Regions from separate parts of the Triticum aestivum genome. Here region 1 is linked to region 2. The links are chromatin contacts, called in public Hi-C maps. All regions are on one chromosome and are shown on one strand. The core of a region is the stretch at or near the end of the contact, and the rest is flanking DNA. Distances in the headings are between cores, read along the strand shown.

The links. Hi-C and Micro-C count contacts between places; a contact is called where the count stands out from the background.
Region 1: a contact with region 2 is called in a Hi-C map of leaf, with 5 times the contacts expected there. The contact joins the promoter of LOC123065206 here to the enhancer-like site in region 2. A contact is called at or near these places in 2 of 5 Hi-C or Micro-C datasets (both in leaf).

Annotation. Positions count from the first base shown.
Region 1 is chr1A:544,800,480-544,803,179 of IWGSC CS RefSeq v2.1, forward strand. LOC123065206 (protein IQ-DOMAIN 6) reads left to right here and starts at 1,253. Exons shown (of 4, transcript XM_044488558.1): 1 at 1,253-1,650; 2 at 1,766-1,990. The coding sequence starts at 1,396.
Region 2 is chr1A:544,503,349-544,506,048 of IWGSC CS RefSeq v2.1, forward strand. No RefSeq gene overlaps it. Among protein-coding and RNA genes, the nearest start is that of LOC123180243, 42 kb to the left of the region's middle. Within about 2 kb of position 1,368, at least 1 of the 8 cell types and tissues checked has an H3K27ac peak or open chromatin away from gene starts, as enhancers often do. A contact at or near this core is called in leaf, where this site is marked.

The sequences.
Region 1 (2,700 bases), core at 3-2,502, 300 kb after region 2:
GGCGGTGAAACTCTGACAGCCGTCTGGAGTGACAGGGAAGACGAGCGACAGACGCGGCCTTCACGGCCAAAATCGCCGCTGGCGGTAGGCAGTCGGCGGCTCACGCACGACCCAGTTTGTTTTGCGGTAGTTGCTTAAGTGTTGCAAATTTGCAGCACTATTGTATTTTGCAGCTGCCCTAAATGTGGAGTGTTTTCTTCAAATATATCAAACAGTTATTTGAAGTAGTATTTTTTGCATCCCGTGATGTAATAAATGGTTTTGTGCTATTAGATGGCACCTACTTCCTCCGTCCATTAATAAGTATACATTTGATATTCAAAATTGTATACTGCTACATGCACGGCGACAATTATCACACGAAACACAGACGGCAATGCCATATCCACCATACAAGCCCAAGGCTAAAACAGCACCAGCAGCTGGATTAAGTCATCGCCCAAGCGCTCGTTGAGCCAAATGTCGTATGCGAAGTACTTTCGTTCAAAATTTATTGATAAAATCTATACATCTATTTTCCCAGTGCACTTTAAAATAGAAAAAAAAATCTTATCACACGGTAATCAAGATCAATAATATTCAACACATCGTCTCCTCACTTTTTACATGCACTTTGAGGTGGGGTGATTCAATAGGAGAAAGAAAATGACTTGGGTCTTTCCAATGTATTTTTTTACTCCGCTCCATAATTTGCCATAAAATTTATATATGTATATACGTTATCGTGGATGGAGCAAGTATTGGAGATGCTTCAAAAAAAAGGCATGAAAAATACATCATGCAACTAGTGATTCTCCCTTGCGAGAAACGAAGCGTGAAAGCGCAGCAAGGTCCGTTCTGCCCACGTTCCCCGACGCCGTGCCGTGCCGGCACCGCCGTCGACGGACCGTCGAGCGCGAGCTGATCGTCCCCACCTCCCCTCCTCAGGCCGTCCGTTACTGACAAGTGCTTCCACGTTCCCCGTGGACCCGGCGGGTCAGCGTCGGGGGCCCGTCCCACGAGAAAGCCACGTTCCAGTCTTTCCCGGAAACCTATGCGCGACGGGAGCTCCGCCGTGCCTCCTCCCACCTGAACCAGCAAACACCTGGGCCCCACCTCGAGCGCCGGGCCCGCGCCCAGCGACCCGGCGTGCTCGCCCTCGGGGCCGGCTTTCCTTGTCGCCGTTCGAAATTCGAATTGAATGCCCACGCGCGGAGCGGAAACGGACTCCCCCGGAGAAAAGGACAACGGCTACCTCCCCCACTACTTGTACTTCCGTTTTGTCTCGTCCGATCGTCCCGGCCGGCCTCATCCTTCGTCGGTCGTCACTCCCCCCGCGCCCGCAGACGCAGACGCAGAGCCAGCCAAAGCAGGAGAGCTCCCGCCCGGACGTGTGACGAGAGCGTGAGGGCGTCGATGGGGAAGTGGATCAGGTCGCTGGTCGGCCTCAAGGCGCCGTCGGCGTCCGCGGCGCCGGGAAAGGGCCGGAAGTGGAGCCGGCTCTGGCGGGGCGCGTCCAGGGACGGCGCCGGGGGCTGCGAGACGTCCTCGACCACGTCGTCCGCCACCGCGCTCGGCTCGGTCGTGGCGCGCGCGCCGCCCGCGGACTTCCGCGTGATCAGGCAGGAGTGGGCCGCCGTGCGCATCCAGGCCGCCTTCCGCGCCCTCCTGGTAAGTGGTAACCAATCCAACGCGCAGATTGCTCCATGGTTTCGTGCTACTGCGCATTCCGATCTGATGCGATACCGGTGATGATGGACTGATGATCTGTCGCGCGGTTGATCAGGCGAGGCGGGCGCTGAAGGCGCTGCGGGGGATCGTGCGGCTGCAGGCGCTGGTGCGCGGCCGGCTGGTGCGGAGGCAGCTCGCCGTCACGCTCAGCCGCATGGAGGCGCTGCTGAGGGTGCAGGAGCGCGCCATGGAGCGCCGGGCGCGCTGCTCCGCCGACGCGCAGTCACAGGACGCGCCCGGCCACCGCGACGGCCGTGCCGATCCGCTCAGGGAAACCGAGGTGCATATCTTTTTTTGATTGAATGTGCGTTTGCAATGCTTGCTTCGATCCATGACTCTTGCAGCGCTCGGTAATGTCGAGAATGTAGTTTTCATTCCTGCAAATTTGATAGAATCGCTCCATTTCTTGTGGCAAGAATTTGATGGTGAATTAGAGATTGAGGCTGAACTGGCCCTTCCTGTGGTATGGGCCTCCAGTTTCTTAGTTTAACACTGGCCCATGGGCTATGTTGTTGAGAATGTAGAAATTTGATAGAATCGCGCCATTTTTGGTGGCAAGAATCTGGTGGAGAATTCGAGAGATTGGGGCTCAGCTGGGCCTTGCTGTAACACTGGCCCATGGGTTATGTTGTTCAGTCCGCTCTCTTCCATTTCTGAAAACACACCCCTCTTTTTTTTTTCTGAAAACACACACACTTTTACAGGTTTTTAAACTACACCACAAATATACAATTCCTCCAAAAGAACGACATTAGTGATTTTTATTAGATCTGGATTCAAATTATAAAGTAAAAAAGATTGCCATGCTCACATATTTGAATCCAGTTGGTAAATAGTTACTTGTGCAAACCAAATTTGATTCGAGCATGAGGATTGGAGATCGTTTCGTTTCCAGGATGTGAATTCAGAGATAGTTCTGTAGATGGAAATCACCATCTGAATGCTTGACTACACTATGTGTTCACAAAAGGCAGTTTAATTAGCGGAAGA
Region 2 (2,700 bases), core at 118-2,617:
AGGGGATAGCACGTGACCGGCCGGACGCTAGGGTTGGCCTTCAGGCTGGTCACAATGGGCAAGAACATAGTCTAGTAACTTACACACTTCCCTAGACTATGTTACTATCTCCACAGTGGATAGAAACATCTATGTAGTGTCATGCAATAATGTATTTATTAGGTTATAGACTCATTGTTTCTTAGAGTGTGTGATGTTCCTATAACTTAGCTAGTTACCACAAGCATCTCTCTCTTCATTAAATGTGTGACACATAAGCAAAGTTGTATTGAAGTGTGTGATGTTACTCCTAAGTTCCTCCCAATTGTGACCAGCCTCAAAACACACACACACACATCGAGCCTTCTTGGGTGTCGGAGATGGACCACACAACGAAGGCCCAATCTGGGAATCGGTGGCAGATGCCCAAACAAAGAAAGACTGACTGAATGGGCTAATTCTGAGTGTGGAGGAACGGACCAGGTCGCTGTTCACATGATGGAACGAGCAATGAGCCCGTCAAGTGACTCGACGGCCTCCTCTAAAAAAGAAGAAGAAGAGAGTAACTTGATGGCCTTCTTCCGGCTGCACCTTGATGAAGAATTTTTGCTCGAGTTGCTCTTTTTCTTCCGGATTTCTGTTCGTGGAGTTGCCGCTGACAATCTTTCTTCAATTTTGTTTGATGATTGATGTAAAGCGCAAAGAATTCTACTTTCTACTCATGCAAAGGGCAAGGGAGATTGCCATATTCCGTTCTGATTAGGATAATACGGACCGATGGAGGCTGCATTCTGTGCTCTCCTTTGCACAACAGCACAAGCAAGCACAGTGTTGCCGCTGCTTCATGTGGAAGGCCGCCAACCCGACGGCCATGGCATGGCATGGCACGTCGCTTAGCTTGGCTACGGCTGTTATTCTAGTTGACTTGGCTACGGCCACTGCGCACTGAAGTCCAGATGGCTGTTTTCTTTTAGGGGAATTTCAGATGACTGTTGTTGGATCAATGGCAAAGTTTACTGTACGTGAGACTGCGGCCGAGGGTGAACGGAGTTGGAAACGCCGACTGAGGCACAACAAACGCCGTGCAGAGACGTCGAGGGTAGACCCCGGCCGGCCTATCGGTCGATTCAAGACGGACTTGGACGCCCACAATTTCCGGAGACTAGAGCGCCGGCCGGCCGGCCAAGGCCAACGGCGACGCCTTTAGCTCAGCTGCATAGCTGGTCAGGCGAGTCGATAGGTGCACTGGATATTTATGTGTCGTGTCAGCAGGCAGGGGAGGAAACCGACCGGTCAGGACAAATGCGTCGACGCCGGAGTAGTCAGCTAGTAGTACACCTGTATACCAGCTGTGTATACACACATGTCCCGAATGATGGGACATCGTCGTGACAAAAAGACGGGGACCGTCACGTCCGTTGTGCTCGTGTACGTACAGTGATTCCTATGCCTTGGGAGAGAGCGAGCGTCCCTTGCGCGCGCGGACCACCGTGCCTGAGACTGAGATTCTTGAACTCGCTCCCAAAACTTAGTTTTCGGGGCCAGAAATGAAAGGAGCCGAAGAAAAGGATGGAGACGGAGAGGAGCAGAAAGAGACGCACAAGCCACCACGCACTAGCAACCAGCGTGCGGTGCGCCACATCCTCCTGTTAACCTCGCTCATGGCTCAATCATCAATTACTACCTCAGCTCCCCTCAAAAAAAAAAAAACTACCTCAGCTCAGCATATGCGATGCATGACCATGTCCACGATCTTAGCTTGAAACTCATTGTAGATCCTTGACCGCTAGAGAGAAAATAAAAAGAACAAAATCTTGTGTGTGATTATTAACTTAATAGCAAAATAGCAAAAGAGCTCGTGCATTGCAACGAACGGTACGACACGTCTCTAACCCAATAATCATGACTCAAGACCCAACATGGCATCCTATCTATGCTCTCTCTCTCTCTGTCTCTCTCTCTCTCATATGTGGTTATTGATAGTTTCTTTTGTCTTCAGTCTGATTGTGATAAGGTGTTCATTTGCAACATGGATCGACCTCGGTATGGAAAAAAGAAGGATTGTACGCTATTGATTAAAATTACACCATAAATAGAACTTTAAAAATGTTAAATAGGTAAAATAACATCATATTCAAATTGTACACATCGCTATTGATTAAAATTACACTATAAATTGAATTTTTTGTCACTTAAGTCTGGACTTTAGGTTGATTTCCGAAAACACAAAGTTTTTTTGTAAAATGAGCGACAGACAGCCAGAAGCACTACTCGCTTTATTATCAGGTGGAGATTAGCACAGAACCAACCTGGCAGGGTTCAAGTCATGGAATTGAAAATTGTGGTACATCCTTGACTGTTAGAGAGACAACAAAGCAAAACAAAATTCTTGTTTGTGATTAACACAAGTAGTACTTTCACTGATCTAAACGATCTTATAAAAGTTTACACAGGGAGTATAAGTGTATAACAATATAAACTCACACTAGTTGATTTTTTGAGAGAAAAGTCATATTTCGACCCAGCTTCAAATTACTATAGCCATTAACGTGCTAGGATACAATGATGTGATACATGAAGCAAACTTGAGAAGAAGTAGAAAGATCACACGCAAGGAACTCACAAACACAACAAACTCTTGGAGCACGATCACCACCGCAAGGAACGTCCTGATCAAACCGCATATGAAACTCCTCCCCAGAAATGATCGATATGTGCATA